2 separate regions of the Sus scrofa genome follow, and region 2 is linked to region 1. A link is a contact called in public Hi-C data. All regions are on one chromosome and are shown on one strand. The core of a region is the stretch at or near the end of the contact, and the rest is flanking DNA. Distances in the headings are between cores, read along the strand shown.

Region 1 (7,942 bases), core at 2,058-4,557:
CCTAATCACGAGGAAACCGTGGAAAGATCCAAAATGTGGGACATTCCATATGACCATTGCCAAAGACACTTTTAAAATGATCAGTGTCAGGAGAAAACAAACTAGCAAGAAAAAAATGGGGAACTGCTCAAATTTAAAGAGATTAAACAAGTGCAACAGGGGGAGCTTGATAAATCCTGATTAAGGACAAAAAAAACCCCCACAGCACTGAATATATAAAACATTCAGGGGAAAAAAGAAAAAATTAATATGAACTGTGTAATAGACAATACTATTATGATAATGGTCTTATGGCCCTATAGAATTCCTTTTTCTTAGGAAATGGCTGCTGAAGTATTTAGAGCTTGAAGGGTCATGATATCTGCAACTTGCATCAAATGGTTAAGGAAACAAAGGAGAGGGGGATAGAACAAATGTGGCAAAATGTTAGAAAGTAGTGAATCTAGGTGAAGGGTATACAGATTTTCAATGTACTTTGAATTTTTCTGTAGCTTTGAATTTTTTTGAAAAAAAAAAGTTAGAAGAAAGTAAAGCTTAGATAATTAAGATGGGGAAATTATGCAATGCTAAGTGGAAAAAAACAAGGACGGAATTGTTTATACCACAATTTTAGCTATATAAAAATAAGAACAAGAGAAATGATCTTTATTCATTTCAACATTTGTTAAGCTCCTGCCACATGACAGGCTCTGCACTAAGTGATGGGAACACCCGGCTTTCTCTTCAGAATCCTGAGTCTATGGTATAATGCTTAACATGCTTAAATTCGAGACTTTGCCATCTGGCAAACTGCACTCAAGGCTCAGAGGAACCTTGCTGTCATGGCCTCACCCCTGTGTCCTTGGTTGCTAGCAAGCTCAACAACCCTTGCTTCCAGGAGCCCACACTCTGGTAGCGGAGGAAAGTAAATCAACAAATAGTTTAAAACAAGAGTAAGTTCATCGTGCACATAAGGTATTACAGCTTTTTAATTATCATTAAACTCTACCCTTATGATATCCTCTCCCTTCCTCATCCAACTTTACTTCTTATTCTTCCTCACTTTGAATCCTCCACTTTTTTATGGTATGCTGCTTCCCATCTCAATGCCTTCACTCAACCCATGCTGACCTCCTGGTTTGTAATGTCCTTTCATGCCTTTGATTTATCTGTCCAAATCCTACCCAGCTCAGGCCTAACCCCCTCCATGAAGCCTGCCATCTTTCATGCAGACTTGGTTGATTCCTTTCCTCTGAACTGACAGCTTAATTCCATATTACTTAAGAATATGTGGCTTCATTTGACACCTACCCATTGTAAGCATTTTACAGTTTACAAAGCCTGTTCATATCCATCATTTCCCCTAACCCTCAATGACAATTACCATGCTGTCATGCCTTTTGCAGATATAAGGAAAGTGAGACAGCGGCATTGAGTACCTTGCCACCAATCCTCAAAGATCTGGCTACAGCCCGTAACTATTGTTGTCAGACACCCAGTGATTGAGGAGACCATCCAATGTGGATCAACTGGACCATTCTTCTGGACCAGTCTTTATTATCTCTATGTCCAGCATTGCTTTGTTAGCCAATTTTTTTTCAGCCTTTCAGGGCTGTACCTACGGCACATAGGTTCCCAGGTAAATCGGAGCTGCAGCTGCCAGCCTACATCATAACCAAGGCAACGCCAGATCCCAGCTGCCTGTGACCCATGGCTGGCTGCAGCTTGAGGCAATGTGGGATTTGTAACCCACTGAGCAAGGCCAAGGATCAAAGCCGCATCCTTACGCATACTAGTAGGGACCCACCGAGCCAAAATGGGAACTCCCTGTTAGTCAATTTTTTAAGCTGCACATTTTTACAATGTACATGGTATTTCCTCTATCATAAGCCATGAAATGAGGAACAATATCAGATGTTTCAGCATCTACTATAGCCCTTCCACTCAGTGTGGTGGGAGGACCAGTTGTATCTGTATCATCTGGGAGCCTGTTAGAACTACACAGGGACCCCATCCCAGCGAGACCTACAGAATCTGAAACTTCAATTTAACAAGTTCCCCAGGAGATTTGTGTTCACATTAAAGTTTGAAAAACACTGTTCTGTAACACCGACTAGAATGTGAACAGGGCAAAAACTCCACGAATATTTTGAGGGCCCTGGGAATCCTAGGGGATTCTCAGTTTTACCATCACATCTTACTCTACTCCAGCTTTAAGGCCTCTTCCCTTTGCGACATCTCTTGAGTCTTTGCCCCCTTACAAGGTAAATAGGAGCCTAAGAATAAGGGAGACACTGAGGCAGTGCCAAGGGGGGTGGGAGTGGGAGTGGGATGTTGGTGAGGTGAAGCTGCTTTCTAACTGAGCCAAAAGAAAATGTTGGCGTCAGCTTCAGGGTTACAACGTTTCTGGGGAGAAACGCTTTATTTCTAAGACAAAAATGCCTATTGCTTGAGCATCCCAGCCTCTGGAAGATAAGGGGTTTGTGATAGACAACATTGGAACTGTTTCTAGACTTGATTTATTGACTTGTCTGTTTTTATTCTGTCACTAATCTGATTGACAATGAAACCCAGGATGTGACTTGAAGGGATTTCTCTGTGCGCACACTGCCCTTAGGGCGGGGAGGAAGAGGGGGCATCTGCTTAGCGCGGGTGCGCCTGTGAGTGGGAGGGATTTGCCTGAGAGAAGGATGTGTGGAAACCCCACGGGAGACGTGGGTGCCTCTAGGGAGTTGACTGTAACGTGAGGCGTATCTGCCCAGAGTGGGTTTGAGTATGTGCGGGCGGGGCGGGCAGTTAGATTGGAGGCAGTAGGTGGGGCTCCCATGGTAGCACGCGGGAGGTGGTGGTTACAGACACATCTTACAGAACAGCCCCTGTTTCATACCCCACCCCAGTTTTTCCTCCTACGATATTATTTCCCAGGTGGGAGGCCTTGGGGAGGGTAAAGGTGGGGGCGGAAGGCTCCGGAGGGCCAAGAACCCTGGAGTCTGAGGGCTCCCCTCTCGGCGTCACGCGGGAGGTGGGAGGTGGGGAGGGGAACATATAAGGACAGGTGCGCCCCCATCAGGGGCACGTTTGGGCGACACATGGGGGATTCATCCTCAGAGGTCGCATTCCCTGCCCTCGGGGTCGCCACTTTACTTCTCCAGTATTCACAAGGGCTGGAAGCCTCAGCCCTTCTTTTACATGGGGCAGGGGAGGTAGACCCTTTTAGGTAGCGGAACCCCGCCCCTCCCTTGTTACTGACGAGCCCTACCCCCTCCAGCCGCCAGTGGAGCTCCGCCCCCTCCCCGCCCCCTCCCCGCCCCCAGCCAGGCCGCTGCTCTCCCCGCGTTCAGTCTGGCTGGCCCCATGTTACTGAGCGGAGCTCCTCCGGCTGGCTCCGGCCCGGGGCCGCGGGCGCAGGGGAGCGCAGGGGGCGGCCCGGGGGGATCGCGCCGGGGCGCCGGGGGTGCAGGAGCCGGCCCAGGAGGGGGTAGCAGCGGCGGAGTGGCCAAGTGGCTCCGGGAGCATCTGGGCTTCCGCGGCGGGGGCGGCGGCGGAGGTGGAGGCAAACCGGCGCCCCCCGAACCGGACTACCGCCCCCCTACACCCTCCCCGGCCGCACCCCCCGCACCACCCCCGGACATCTTGGCCGCCTACCGACTGCAGAAGGAGCGCGACTTCGAAGACCCCTATTCCGGGGGGCCGTCCGGCTCCGCTGCCCTAGCCACCCCTGCCGTCCCCGGCCCCACGCCGCCTCCGCGTCACGGCTCGCCCCCCCACCGACTTATTCGGGTCGAGACCCCTGGCCCCCCAGCGCCCCCTCCTGAGGAAAGGATCTCTGGACTTCCCGCCAGCAGCGACCGGGTGAGTGCCGCGCCGGGCGGAGGTGTCCAGGAGGAGAGGTGGTCAGCGGTCTGGGGCTTTCGAGAGGGACAAAGGTGCCCTGGCCGGGTCCGGGCCCCGCGGTGTCACGGTTCCTGGCGGACACAATTTTAGTCCCGGTCCCCAGGGTTCGGAGCCTTCATCCACCTTTGTTCAGATTCTCGACCTTCTTACCTGGGACGTGCTCCCCAAACTCTGCCTCTATCCCCTATTACTGCCCCAGAACTAGTGACACTCCCCCCCCACCCGCCCCCGCCCAGGCTCTGCTCTCCTCATCGCAGCCCCCGGAGCCTAATCAAGGAGCCTTTTTCTAACGGAATTTGAGCTCCCCTTCTCCCCCTTTTTATGGCCTTTCTGCCCCCTGGGAGCAGCAGCTCACTGCCCTTTGATCTCTGACCCCCGCCCCCAACCCCAGGGCGGCAGAGCTAGCACAAAGCTCCTTTCTTCCTTTTAAGAAAGCCAGAGCATCTTTGTAGGTGCTGAAGCTCCAGGAAGGAGGCGCAGGCTGGGTTTCTCTCTGTGGACACAGCAAGAGCTGGCCTTTGCCTTGCCCAGTGGCACTGGAGCCGGGTGGACTGTTGTTCTCAGGAAGCCAGAACAGGCAGTATGCAGGTCTTCACCAAGGATGCTGACCATTGAGATCCAGGCAGGCCCATTCTTTGTCCCCCCAGGTATGGGAACAATCTATGCTCAGAACCTGTTGCCCATAAGGGGCTAAGCAACTGAGTCCACTTCTCCTTTCCTCTCCTCCTCTTGGCCTCCTCTTGCCCAGGTTCATTCTAAGGGTGGTTACAGCTTTTCATGAATCTGCAGGCTTGGGGTGGAGAGGAGGGCTGGGCATTCACTGTTCCTGAGAACATCCACTGTGCCTTAGAGGCCCCTGTTAGAGAAGCCACCCCCTGCCCAACCCAGTGTGGCCTTATCCCTCCCTGACAGCTGAAAGCCATCTCCAGGTCCCTGTAGCGCTAAATTCTAAGACTATGACTCTGTGGGCTGCCCTGGCGCTGTTGTCCCTCTTCACTTACCCCTGGGAGCTTAGCTCTGGGGCTTTCTCCCCTCTCCTCAGCAGAGAACACAGTTTTATTTGATTGGAGGCAAAGTTGCTGTCTGAATCCATTGGCTCCATCCAGGGTTGAGGCTTTCAGCTGAGAGCATGCCACTGTTCTGCCTGATTTCTTGGGTAAGAAAATTGTGTCAGGGTCAGAACAGTAGCCTCAGGAATGTGAATTATTTTTCCCCTAGTTCCTGCTGTGGGGCATGGCTTCCCATCCTGGGCCAGGATCCTTAGTCTACAGAAGGAAGCTGTGCTTTCTTCACTCATCCTTTGCTTTCTCTTCTTCCTAACTGTTCCCTGCTGTTGCGGGCGATGTGTGGTGATGGTGGCAGTGAGGCAGACAGAACATCAGGCCTTGTTCTTACTATTGACCAGTTAGCCTCCTCCTCCCTGACCACTGCCTGTTGGCACATGGGCCTGAATTGTCCCTGGGCCTCCTCCCCTCTGCATCGTCTTGAAATGCTCCCCTCTGCATCGTCTTGAAATGGCATAACAGGCTGCCCACCAAGTTCTGTGGGCTCCTCCTGGGTCAGGACTGGGAACATATCTTCCTCATATTGTGTCTCTCAAGTACCTGACAAAATGTTTGGCATAAAGAGGAGTGGTGCATAAAAATGTCCTGCCAGGGTGACCTGAGGGTCAGAGACTCTCTTAACTACAGTTTCCCTTGTACATTTCCCCAGAGACCTCCCCCCCAAGGAAGGGGCTGTGCCCACACAACCATGCAGAAACCCACAGATCCTTCTCACGGAGGGCATCCATGCCTCCCCCTGGGTTGCCTCTGTGGTCTGTGGCTTGGGGGCTAAGAGGTATATGACTCCTTTGTCAGCTTCAGGGACAGGATGTAATACAGCAGGATTTCCTTGGAGCCACACAATCTGTTGCTCAGTGTGTGTGTGAGAAGGACCAGGATGCCATCTGAGCTGGCGCAGGCAGAGGGATGCTGACCTGGGGCCCCCCACCATTCAGAGAGCAGCTCCACCCCTTTAGGAGCAGAGTTCAGAGTATCTTCTTAGGGAGAGCCCAGACTATGTACCTAGGCCCCTTATCCTTGCAAAGCTCACAAAGAGTTGTGGCTTCTGGACAGTGAGCTGGCCTGGTCCCCAGGTGGGCTTCTGTTCCATGTGGTTGCTTTCTTCCTGGCCTTGGTTTCCCCTCCTCTCAGCCTTGGCTTGTTGCTTTTGGGTCAACTTCCTGAGGTAAGTTGAGGCTGGGGACCAGGTTGTGCCTTGGACTGGCTCATTTCTCTCTGCAGCCCAGATGTTGGGTGGGTCAGAACCCTCTGAGAGGTGCTGAATGGTGAGGTTTGGTGAAATGGGTAGAAATGCTTCTGTGGTGAACCAGAGACGTTGAGGAGGAATGAGCTAGTGGATTTGGGGGCGAGGGAGAACCCTGAGAGGCCTTGGGGCTCAGGACCATTAGCCTTCTCCCTATGCAGGGCTCTGGCTGCTGGCCCACCCTGAGACCCATGGCTGCAGTTAGCAGGGGTGCAAGGGTGGCCATCTGGGCAGCCCTGGCATGGCAGGTGTGGGAGCAGCAGGAGGCGCATCCTGTACCAGGCAGGCAGGGCCTTGCCATCTGGCTGTGGGAAGGCTCCCTTGTGGTGCTGGACCCTGTCTGGCCAACAGACCATGCTCTGGCAGGGGGGCTAGAGAGCTGCATCTACCCTTGCTTTGCTCCCTTTTCTTAGGCCTTCAATAGGAAAAACCTGATCTGATTAGGAAAGGGGGATGGGGATGGGAGAGGGGCTCCGGCTGGAAGCAGCTTTGAGCTGCCTGTGACCATCTGCACAGTGTGTCCTTTGCCTCCATCATGCCAAGATATGTGTGTGTGAAAGAGAGACAAAGACAGAGACAGAGAATAGAGAATGAGAGTGAGAGAGCAAAACAGAGAGGTGACTTGAACAATAAGACAGTCAGACACCCGGTATGAATTGAAACTAGGGCTCTTGTTCTTAGCTCATGGAAAGACTTCTGGGGTTCATGAACCTCCAGAAATTGTGTGCAGATGTTTGGGTGTACGAGCATTTTTCTGGGAAAAGGCTCAGTGCTCTCAGATTCTCATTGGTGTTCACAGGGCCCAAAATATTAAGAACTTTAAGGAATAGATACTATACTTCATAGATGGTGTCCACAGGGACTTGGATCCTCAAGGACCCAAATTTGGAAATGAGCAAACAGACTGGAAGAAGAAAGTGGAGGATACAAAGGGTGAACGGGACATATCTACCCTGGGGCTAGGAGGGCAGGTAGGGGGCCTCCCTTAGCCTTTGTTCTTTGAGTGTTTGAGTGTCATTAAGCAACACCGGTCTAGGCACTGAAAGAAACTCACTACCTAGAAGACTGGACCCTTGTCTCTCTTTTTTTTTTTTCTTTTCTAGGGCCACACCTGCGGCATATGGAGATTCCTAGGCTAGGGTTCTAATCGGAGCTGTAGCCTCCGGCCTACGCCACAGCCACAGCAACGCGGGATCCGAGCCAAGTCTGCAGCCTACACCACAGCTCACAGCAATGCTGGATCCTTAACCCACTGAGCAAGGCCAGGGATCAAACCCACAACCTCATGGTTCCTAGTTGGATTTGTTAACCACTGAGCCACGACGGGAACTCCATCAGTAGTTTTTAATATATATAAAAAAAAAAGACATCCCAACACATACAAAAATCCTTGGGCTTAAAGGAAACCTAAGTCTGTTACTAGAAGCCTGGTTAAAAGATGCAGCTAAGAAGGAAAATACAGTGCATATTTCTCTAGAGAGCAGTTTTTAAGGAAGTTTAGGGGTAAGAAGTTTAAAGCTAGTTTGATTGGCTTATATCCCAGGCTCAAACTGAACTGGGGAAAGGTCACAGTGCTAGGTATAGAGTAATGGGACAGTGGTCACTACCCAGAGCCTTGAAATGGATCTTGCTGTCATACAATGCAGGCAACAGAGAGTGAGATAAAAAATAATCAAGCTGCCAACCAATATCTTTAGATCGCACATTCATCATGTAGGTCCAAAAGGTGTAGTCATAGGCCTCTTTTGAGTTTGTTTGCTTT
Region 2 (7,942 bases), core at 1,793-4,292, 1.2 Mb after region 1:
AGTTGGGTTCATTAACCACTGAGCCACAACGGGAACTCCTGCTCATTTTTTTTTTTTTTTGGCCTTTTAGGGCCACACACCACAGCATATGGAAGTTCCCAGGCTAATCAGAGCTAGAGCAGCTGGCCACAGTCACAGCCACAGCCGTTCAGGATCCAAGCCTCATCCTTCGACCTACACCACAGCTCACGGCAACACTGGATCTTTAACCCACTAAGCAAGGCCAGGGATGGAACCAGCAACCTCTTGGTTCCTAATCGAAAATTTCCACTGTGCCACAAGAATTCCCTGTGCATCAATTCTTAAAACAGCCTATCAAATATGTCTCATCTTACAGCCAAGGAAACAAGGTTGACTTGGCCAAAGATTAACTTTTAAAGTAAATCCAGGGAGTTCCAGTCGTGGCTCAGTGGTTAACAAATCCAACTAGGAACCATGAGGTTGCAGGTTCAATCCCTGGCCTTGCCCAGTGGGTTAAGGATCCGGTGTTGCCATGAGCTGTGGTGTAGGTTGCAGACGCGGCTCAGATCCTGCATTGCTGTGGCTCTGGCGTAGGCTGGCAGCTACAACTCCGATGAGACCCCTAGCCTGGGAAACTCCACATGCCACGGTTGCAGCCCTAGAAAAGGCAAAAAGACAAAAATAAATTAAAAAATAAAGTAGGAGTTCCCGTCGTGGCGCAGTGGTTAACGAATCCGACTAGGAACCATGAGGTTGCGGGTTCAGTCCCTGCCCTTGCTCAGTGGGTTAAGGGTCCGGCGTTGCCGTGAGCTGTGGTGTAGGTTGCAAACGCGGCTCGGATCCCGCGTTGCTGTGGCTCTGGCGTAGGCAGGTGGCTGCAGCTCTGATTAGACCCCTAGCCTGGGAACCTCCATGTGCCGCGGGAGCGGCCCAAAGAAATAGCAAAAAGACCAAAAAAAAAAGGCTTATGAACTGGATTGGTGACATCTATACACATGGCTCCTAAGGAGGTACTGACCTTTCAGCTTTTCATAAGCTACACACACCACAGGGTACAGTAAACTTTGCTGAGACTCTTAAGTGTACTTTGAACACTGCTGAGAACTAGATAAATGAATGAGCCTGGCCTCATTCAGCATCTGAACATGAGTACTCTTTCTTCTACATTGATCCTTCACATACGCTCATTACCCCAACATGTAAATTTTCCACAATAAGATACAATATAAACATACATTGCACTTCATCCAAAATGATAAAACTGCAAGAAAAAGAAGGCATCTTTATTGAAATAAGTTAATCCAGTGGGTATGTCTGAGAAAGCACAAATCAGTTGGTCAGGGCAATAAGAGCCTCTACCACGTTGCCCATGTGTTCTCTCAAACTCCGTTCTGCTGCTGCTCGAGAGATCTCCATCTCTGTCATCTGCAAGAAAAGGATCAATATTAGCTAAGTTTCCTCCAGTGCATTAATGTGGCAGCAAATCATGCTGTTTCAGGAAACAACCCAAATCAAACTAACCTTCCCGGTTCACACACTAGTTAGACATTATTACTCACTATCAGCTCCAGATCTTCCTTCTTGATGGTGACTTTTGCCAGTTCCTTCTCCCTGCAAATATTCATGTACTTTAGTCCTCAATCCCTACCTCCACCTTAAACTCCCAGAAAGGATCATTCCCGGCTGTGCCTTACAAATGACTTGGTAAATACTGCTGACTGAAAATACAAAAAGACTCCCGCCCCCTCACTTAACATCCCATCCCACCCTATCCCATAGAGTATGTCCAGCAGGCAGCAGGCGTTGTTAGGAGGCTTTTCCTTCCACTAACAAAAGAGTAAAATCCTAAATCTTAGATCTGCAGGAATTGATGTTAGAGTTGAAGAACAGTACCAAGTATAAAAAGCCTAACGATGGCTTTTTTATACCCTTCGTCTGGGGGAAAAAGCAGGGGGTGGTAGGGTGATTGCGTGCGTAAGACTTACCGCTCCTGCTTTGCTTTCTGCTCCCGGGACCGCCTATCTCCGATTACGGACATGGCCTATAGAAAAGGCAGATGTAGTTACTGCAAACACCAGTGCCAAGCAGGTGAGGTGTATATTCACGACGAGTGTCCGAGGAACCAGGGCCTATGTTTAATTCAATTCCGTACACCCGAGATCCACTTTCAACCCAATCTCCAAAGCTCCTTTTTGCGAGCGGCGAGCCCCAGTGACGGTTCAGCTTCCCTCTCGCTTCCTCCCACCTCACGGGTCAGGCCACGTCCTGAAGCGGGGCTTCCACTTACAGCCTCAAAGCCTTTTCTCCTCTCATCCCGCCCAGACAAGCTCCCGGCCAACCTCACCGTCTCCAGATTGGAACTCTGGATCTCCTTCTCCTCCGCATAATCGGTGACTCGCTCCAAGTCCGCCGCACCGCTGTCGTGCTTCCGTGGCTTCTCGGGAGGTCGCTCCGGGCCACTGGTCTCAGTCTCCAATTCTAGCTCCACATCCCCCTCGGTCGCCATTTCGATCCCACCGCGCCGCCCCTCAGGCCCGGCCCCGCCTCATGAGGACTTCCGGTAACTGCCCCGCAACTTCCGCCCGGAGAGGAGGCGGGGCTGCCCCTGGACCACACCTTCTTTAGTGCTCTGGTTCTAGAAGCTTCAACGAGGAAACCGGTTGTCTCTTTGACTTCCTTTCCGGCTTGTACAGAGTTGTTTTCTGACAGGCCGTGTCCCAGCCTAACCTGTCATCACTCCAGACTGTCCTCCTCCTCTTCATCTAGATCCGCCCACACACCTCAAGGAATTCTCTTCCAGATGGATAAAGTCTAATCCTAAACCAATTAAGAATGCTAATCTACAGGCCAGATACCAAACCACTCCCTAATCTGAGAAGAACAGGCCCCCGGGGAGAAAGTAGTTTCACAGGGACATTTGCATTTACCACATCCTGGAGGTTGGTGTTCTTTTCCCTCCCCTCCATTCTGCCTTAAACTGGGTGACCAGCCTCAGCACAGTCCAGTGGGCTGATACAAAGGAAAGCGCCTTTCTCATCTACTGTCCATCTGGTGGACCTGGGCCTAATCCCTGGGATAAGGATGGTGGGTGCAAAGGCGGTCACGAGCTCGAGCACCTCTCCCCGCCTGGCGCAGCAACACAGTGGAGTGAGCAGCGTCATACTGAGCCCTCCCTTCTATCAGGTGAGAGGATATTTGGCCAGAGAGCTCCCTAGAGCATGTGCTATCTGAAAAACTGGAAGGAAATAGTGGGGAATCTAAAAAGCTGGGGAGAAAAACCCAGGGGAGCTGTTTAAATAAGGATAGGCCTTCCTTTCCTCTGGGGCCCTTATGCTTCTTTGCCTCTAAGAACATTCATCATTAAACCTCTCCTCCCATGTTCCTGGTACCAGATGTTTAGGTCCAGGGAAGGGTTTGAAGCCAGGTGTGACTTAGGCTTTTGGGAAATTCTGCTCAAGCCAGCAGGTAAGCTCTTATGATGAAAGCGCTACTTGATGTCAGTGGAAGGCAATCCTAAATAGCCTGGAACCAGAGAGTCTGAGAATTCCTGAGTAAAAGGAAAGAAGAGAAGGGAGGGGGAAATTTTGGAATTCAGCCTCATGGGTTAACCTCACACATACATTAATGTAAGCCCTTCCTCAGTAAATCATCTCTGCTTTGCTGCCCTGCACGTGCTCTACCCTCAGGTGTCCTGCTGTGGGCCTGTTTCCTGTACCTGCTGCCGGCATTCTAGGTGGCCTCCTCTCACAGAGTCTCCTTGTAGCCGCCTGTTCTACATTCTCCTCCATGTGGGGGCCTCAGCAGTCTGCTGCCTCCTATTGTCAAGGACAGTAGTGGAAAGAGTCTGGGGCAAGGCACGTGGAGTAAGTGGGAGAATAAAAGGAGAAACCCTAAGATAGACAAAAGATTTGGATGGAGGGAAATGAGTGGACATACTCATGGAAGTAGGTGTAACGATTCACCCAGCCATTTCTCACATGTATCTTCCCTCCAGATCCAGATGCCCTCAGGGCTGTGTGCCCATCTGTTTGGCCATTCTCACTGCCCAGTTCTCAGTGGCTCTGGGGCTGTGTACCGAGTATGTGCAGGAACTGCCACCTTCCACCTGCTACAGGCTGTGCTGCTGGTCCACCTCCACTCCCCCACCAGCCTGCGAGCACAGCTGCATAATAGGTTTGTGTGTACTCTTTAGGTGGGGAGAGGATGGGGAGGTAAGTACACATAAGCTGAGCAAAGGAAATTCCAAGATGGAGTAATAGCACTGTAAAGAGACAGAAAATAAGTTAAGTCCCTGCTTCTACTATACCTGCCATATGACCACAAGCCACATACTTATCCTCTTTGAGCTTCTAGTTTCTAAAATGGAGATAACAGTGGGGTTACTATATACAAGCCCTCTGTCAATGCTAAACATTGTCCAGATGTTATTTAGATATTTGAGAGTCAGAACTTTACACAGGCTGTGAGGGACCTGTCTCCAGTCCCTTACATGGGACTGATTCTTCCCCTCCTATACTTAGTTGTCTCTTTTCTCCCCTTTTCTATAGTTTTCCTTTTCCCTTTGCATTCCTCCTTTGCTTTTCTTCTGAGTCTGGTTTTCTCTTTCCCTCCTAACCAGCTTCTGGGTCCTCAAGCTGCTGTTCCTGCTAGGTCTCTGTGCTGTTGCTTTCTGCATCCCTGATGAGCATCTCTTCCCAGGTACCTTCCATCTCATCCTGATCGGCAAGAGTGAGCTAAAAGTTTTTCTAAGGAAAAAAAGAGGGTAGCAAGAGGACCAGGAGTTAACAATATGATCAGCTAGTTTTCCACTGATGCTTCACTTGCAGTCTGGCATTACATTGGCATCTGTGGAGGCTTTACATTCATCCTGCTGCAGTTGGTGCTTATTACAGCCTTTGCCCATTCTTGGAACAAGAACTGGTAAGGAGCACATAACCCTCAAGATTTCTTGGGAAGGCTGTCTGACATTTCTACTAGACCCAGTGGGGTTGGGCAAAGGACATGACCGATGACTTTAAGTTTCCCACTAAGCAGTATCGAAAAGCTCAGGAATGTGATGACTGTGGGCCAAGTGCAATGGTAAGTCACACCACTCTTCTGAGAGGGGGAATAGTTGGTAATGGGTAAAAAGAAGAGTTGGAGCCCCAAGCCACTGCCCACCTACCACCCTTAGGCAAACAGGTGCAGCCCAAGACTGCCGCTGGTTCCTAGCTGTGCTGCTGACCACCCTAGGATTCTACAGTATGGCAGGTGTAGCAGCTGTGCTCCTGTTCCGCCACTACACACACCCAGCCGGCTGCCTGCTGAACAAGATGCTGCTTAGTCTGCACCTTTGTTTCTGTGGGCTCCTCTCCTTCCTCTCCATCGCTCCCTGCATCCGCCTCAGTGGGTACATGCCTTGCAACATTCCAGATCTGAAGGGCCTTTAGTATAGCAAATTTCATTAGCCTCCCTAATCTCAATTCTCTGCTTCCCCCAAAGGGTGGGAGACAGAGTGCAGGTGGGGGTAGGAGTGAAGGAAATTACTACCCTTTAAGCTAAAGCAATGATTCCCATTCTCCCCAGAGCAGCCACGCTCTGGCCTTCTACAAGCCTCTATCATCAGCTGCTATATCATGTACCTGACATTCTCTGCACTGTCCAGCCGTCCTCCAGAGAGTGGTAAGAAAAGGACCTGGATTCCCCATGCTAAAACTTTTGCTCCTACCAAATACCTAGCTTTTTGTTACCATGCTTCTCTTCTGTTGCCCCTTCTCAGTAATCCTTCAAGGACAGAATCACACTCTGTGCCTGCCTGGCCTGAGTAAAATGGAACCTGAAATACCCAATGCTTCTCTGGCAGTGCTGAGTGCTGGCATCATGTATGCCTGTGTGCTTTTTGCTTGGTACGTAAAGGTGTCAAGGGAGAGGTGTGAGAGAAGGGAGGATGGTCAGGACAGGGAGAGTCAGGAGGTTGCCTGGGATCATGGTTTATTTAAACTTCAGAGCAATGTTAAGAGTGAGGAAAGTTCCCCATGAATAAAAACAATTTCTAAGAATAGCACTTGTCAGATGATCTGTATGAGGTGAATGGGCAGCAGAAGTGACTTGAGAATTTTAAAATGTACCAACATTTTAAGGCCCTCTAAATCTGGAGGAAAAGGGACTCTGGGAGCACAATACCCTCCCTGAGAGTTTGCAAATATGTACCAGCTGGCAGTAAATGCCCTCAGGCAACCCCTCCTGCTGCATAACTAGACCAGTTTGAGAACCTTCTCTTCTTTCTCAGCAATGAGGCATCCTACCTGGCTGAGGTATTTGGGCCCTTGTGGATGGTCAAGGTTTACAGCTATGAGTTCCAGGTGAGGATGGAGAGCTCATTATCCCCAATATCCCTCCCCCATCACACATAGCCAGACACACACACATCCTATCAACCTCTACCCAGAATGCTCAGATTCTAGCTGCTATTACCTTTTATTGAGTACCCACAATGTGCTAGGCACTGTGCTAGATACTTTACATACACATACACAATCTCATTTAATTTAGTCCTCACAACAACCCTGTGAGGTAGGTTATTTGCTCCATTTTACAAATGGAGAAATCGAGGCACAGAAGGTTAAACATCTTACCAAAGTTTCCATAGCCAGTTAAATGCTGGAGCTAGAATTTGAACCCAGGTGTGCCTCCACTTTTTAATACCAGACCAATCTTTTCAGTTTCCTATACTATTACCAAGACATTATTTTAAAGTCATTCCAAAACATGCTCCCTTTTGTTTTACAGACACCCTCACTCTGCTTCTGCTGCCTGGAATCAGTGGAGCCAGAGAAAGGTGAGTGTCAAATGAAGATCCATAACAAAGTGTAGATTTCTGCAGAGTGCCAAAAAGCTCTCAAGTGCCTTCACAAAAGGGGGGTGGGGGAGAGGTGTTTCAGCAGCTCTGCTGCCAGCAGTCCTTTCCTATCTCCAGGGCAAAGAGGTGGGACTGCCAGGCCAGCTGACCAAGATACCTCTCCAGCTCTTCCAGCGCAAGCCCAGCAGCTTTCCTACAGCTATTCTGCCTTCCACTTTGTCTTCTTCCTAGCATCACTCTATGTCATGGTTACCCTCACCAACTGGTTCAGGTAGGATGGAGACGGGCCTGTGATACTTTTGAAAACCTTGCTATTTTAAGAACAATTCAAGGCTAGTCCTAAGAGTTCTTAGGAGACACACATGGGTCTACCATACTCTTCAGTGGGAGGTAGGACAGATGATTTAAAAGTCATGGCCTTAACCAGAGCTTTGGTTCCACAGCTATGAGGGAGCAGAACTGGAAAAGACGTTCACCATGGGTAGCTGGGCTACTTTCTGGGTCAAGGTTGCCTCATGCTGGGCCTGTGTACTCCTCTACCTGGGGCTGCTACTGGCACCACTTTGTTGGTCCCCCACCCAGGAACCCCAGCCCCCTCCTATTGTCAGGCAACATTGTCATGCATCAGTATCACCAGATAACAAACATCCAATCTAAGTACTTTTAACAGACTCATGTTACCTTGAAGTTGTAACCCTAGTCTTGGGTCACAGGAGCTGGCCAGCCCAACAAATACCTCAAGGACACAATGTGTAGTTACCTCCCTTTAGGCTGCAGTCAGTAGTACATCCGACTTGAAAAAAGTGGCTATACACACCCTGACCCTGAACATCTGACTCACCGGCGCTAGCATTACATCTTCACCCCAGCTCAAGAGCCTAACTCGGCAGCAAGAGCCTAACTAAGTCAGCAGCTCAGGAACCACTGCTGATCCCAGCAGACAGTGTGGCACCAGCTCTTTCCTGGCTCTCATGGTGGAGATGGGGGCAGGGAAAGACCAATGGGGACTGAAGACTTAGTTGGCTCTGCCCTTGAAGATAAAAAGGAAAATAAGTAGTTCAGCCCTGGGTACAGGGATGTAAGAAGCCCAGAACAAACCAGGACACAGGAAGAAAGGAGCAGAGACTACCCTGGGTTTTAATC

Evidence for each region. A called contact is a pair of places that touch in the nucleus more often than the background predicts.
Region 2: a contact with region 1 is called in a Hi-C map of liver, with 3 times the contacts expected there. The contact joins the promoter of SERINC4 here to the promoter of SHF in region 1. A contact is called at or near these places in 1 of 5 promoter capture datasets (fetal liver) and 1 of 47 Hi-C or Micro-C datasets (liver).

The regions. Positions count from the first base shown.
Region 1 is chr1:126,546,429-126,554,370 of Sscrofa11.1, forward strand. It overlaps SHF (SH2 domain-containing adapter protein F), which reads left to right and starts at 3,308. Exons shown (of 6, transcript XM_005659642.3): 1 at 3,308-3,831. The coding sequence starts at 3,334.
Region 2 is chr1:127,757,332-127,765,273 of Sscrofa11.1, forward strand. It overlaps SERINC4 (serine incorporator 4), which reads left to right and starts at 3,043. Exons shown (of 10, transcript XM_013993067.2): 1 at 3,043-3,144; 2 at 3,956-4,134; 3 at 4,580-4,700; 4 at 4,788-4,881; 5 at 5,527-5,622; 6 at 5,720-5,846; 7 at 6,230-6,302; 8 at 6,730-6,778; 9 at 6,917-7,070; 10 at 7,243-7,456. The coding sequence starts at 3,043. The coding sequence ends at 7,456.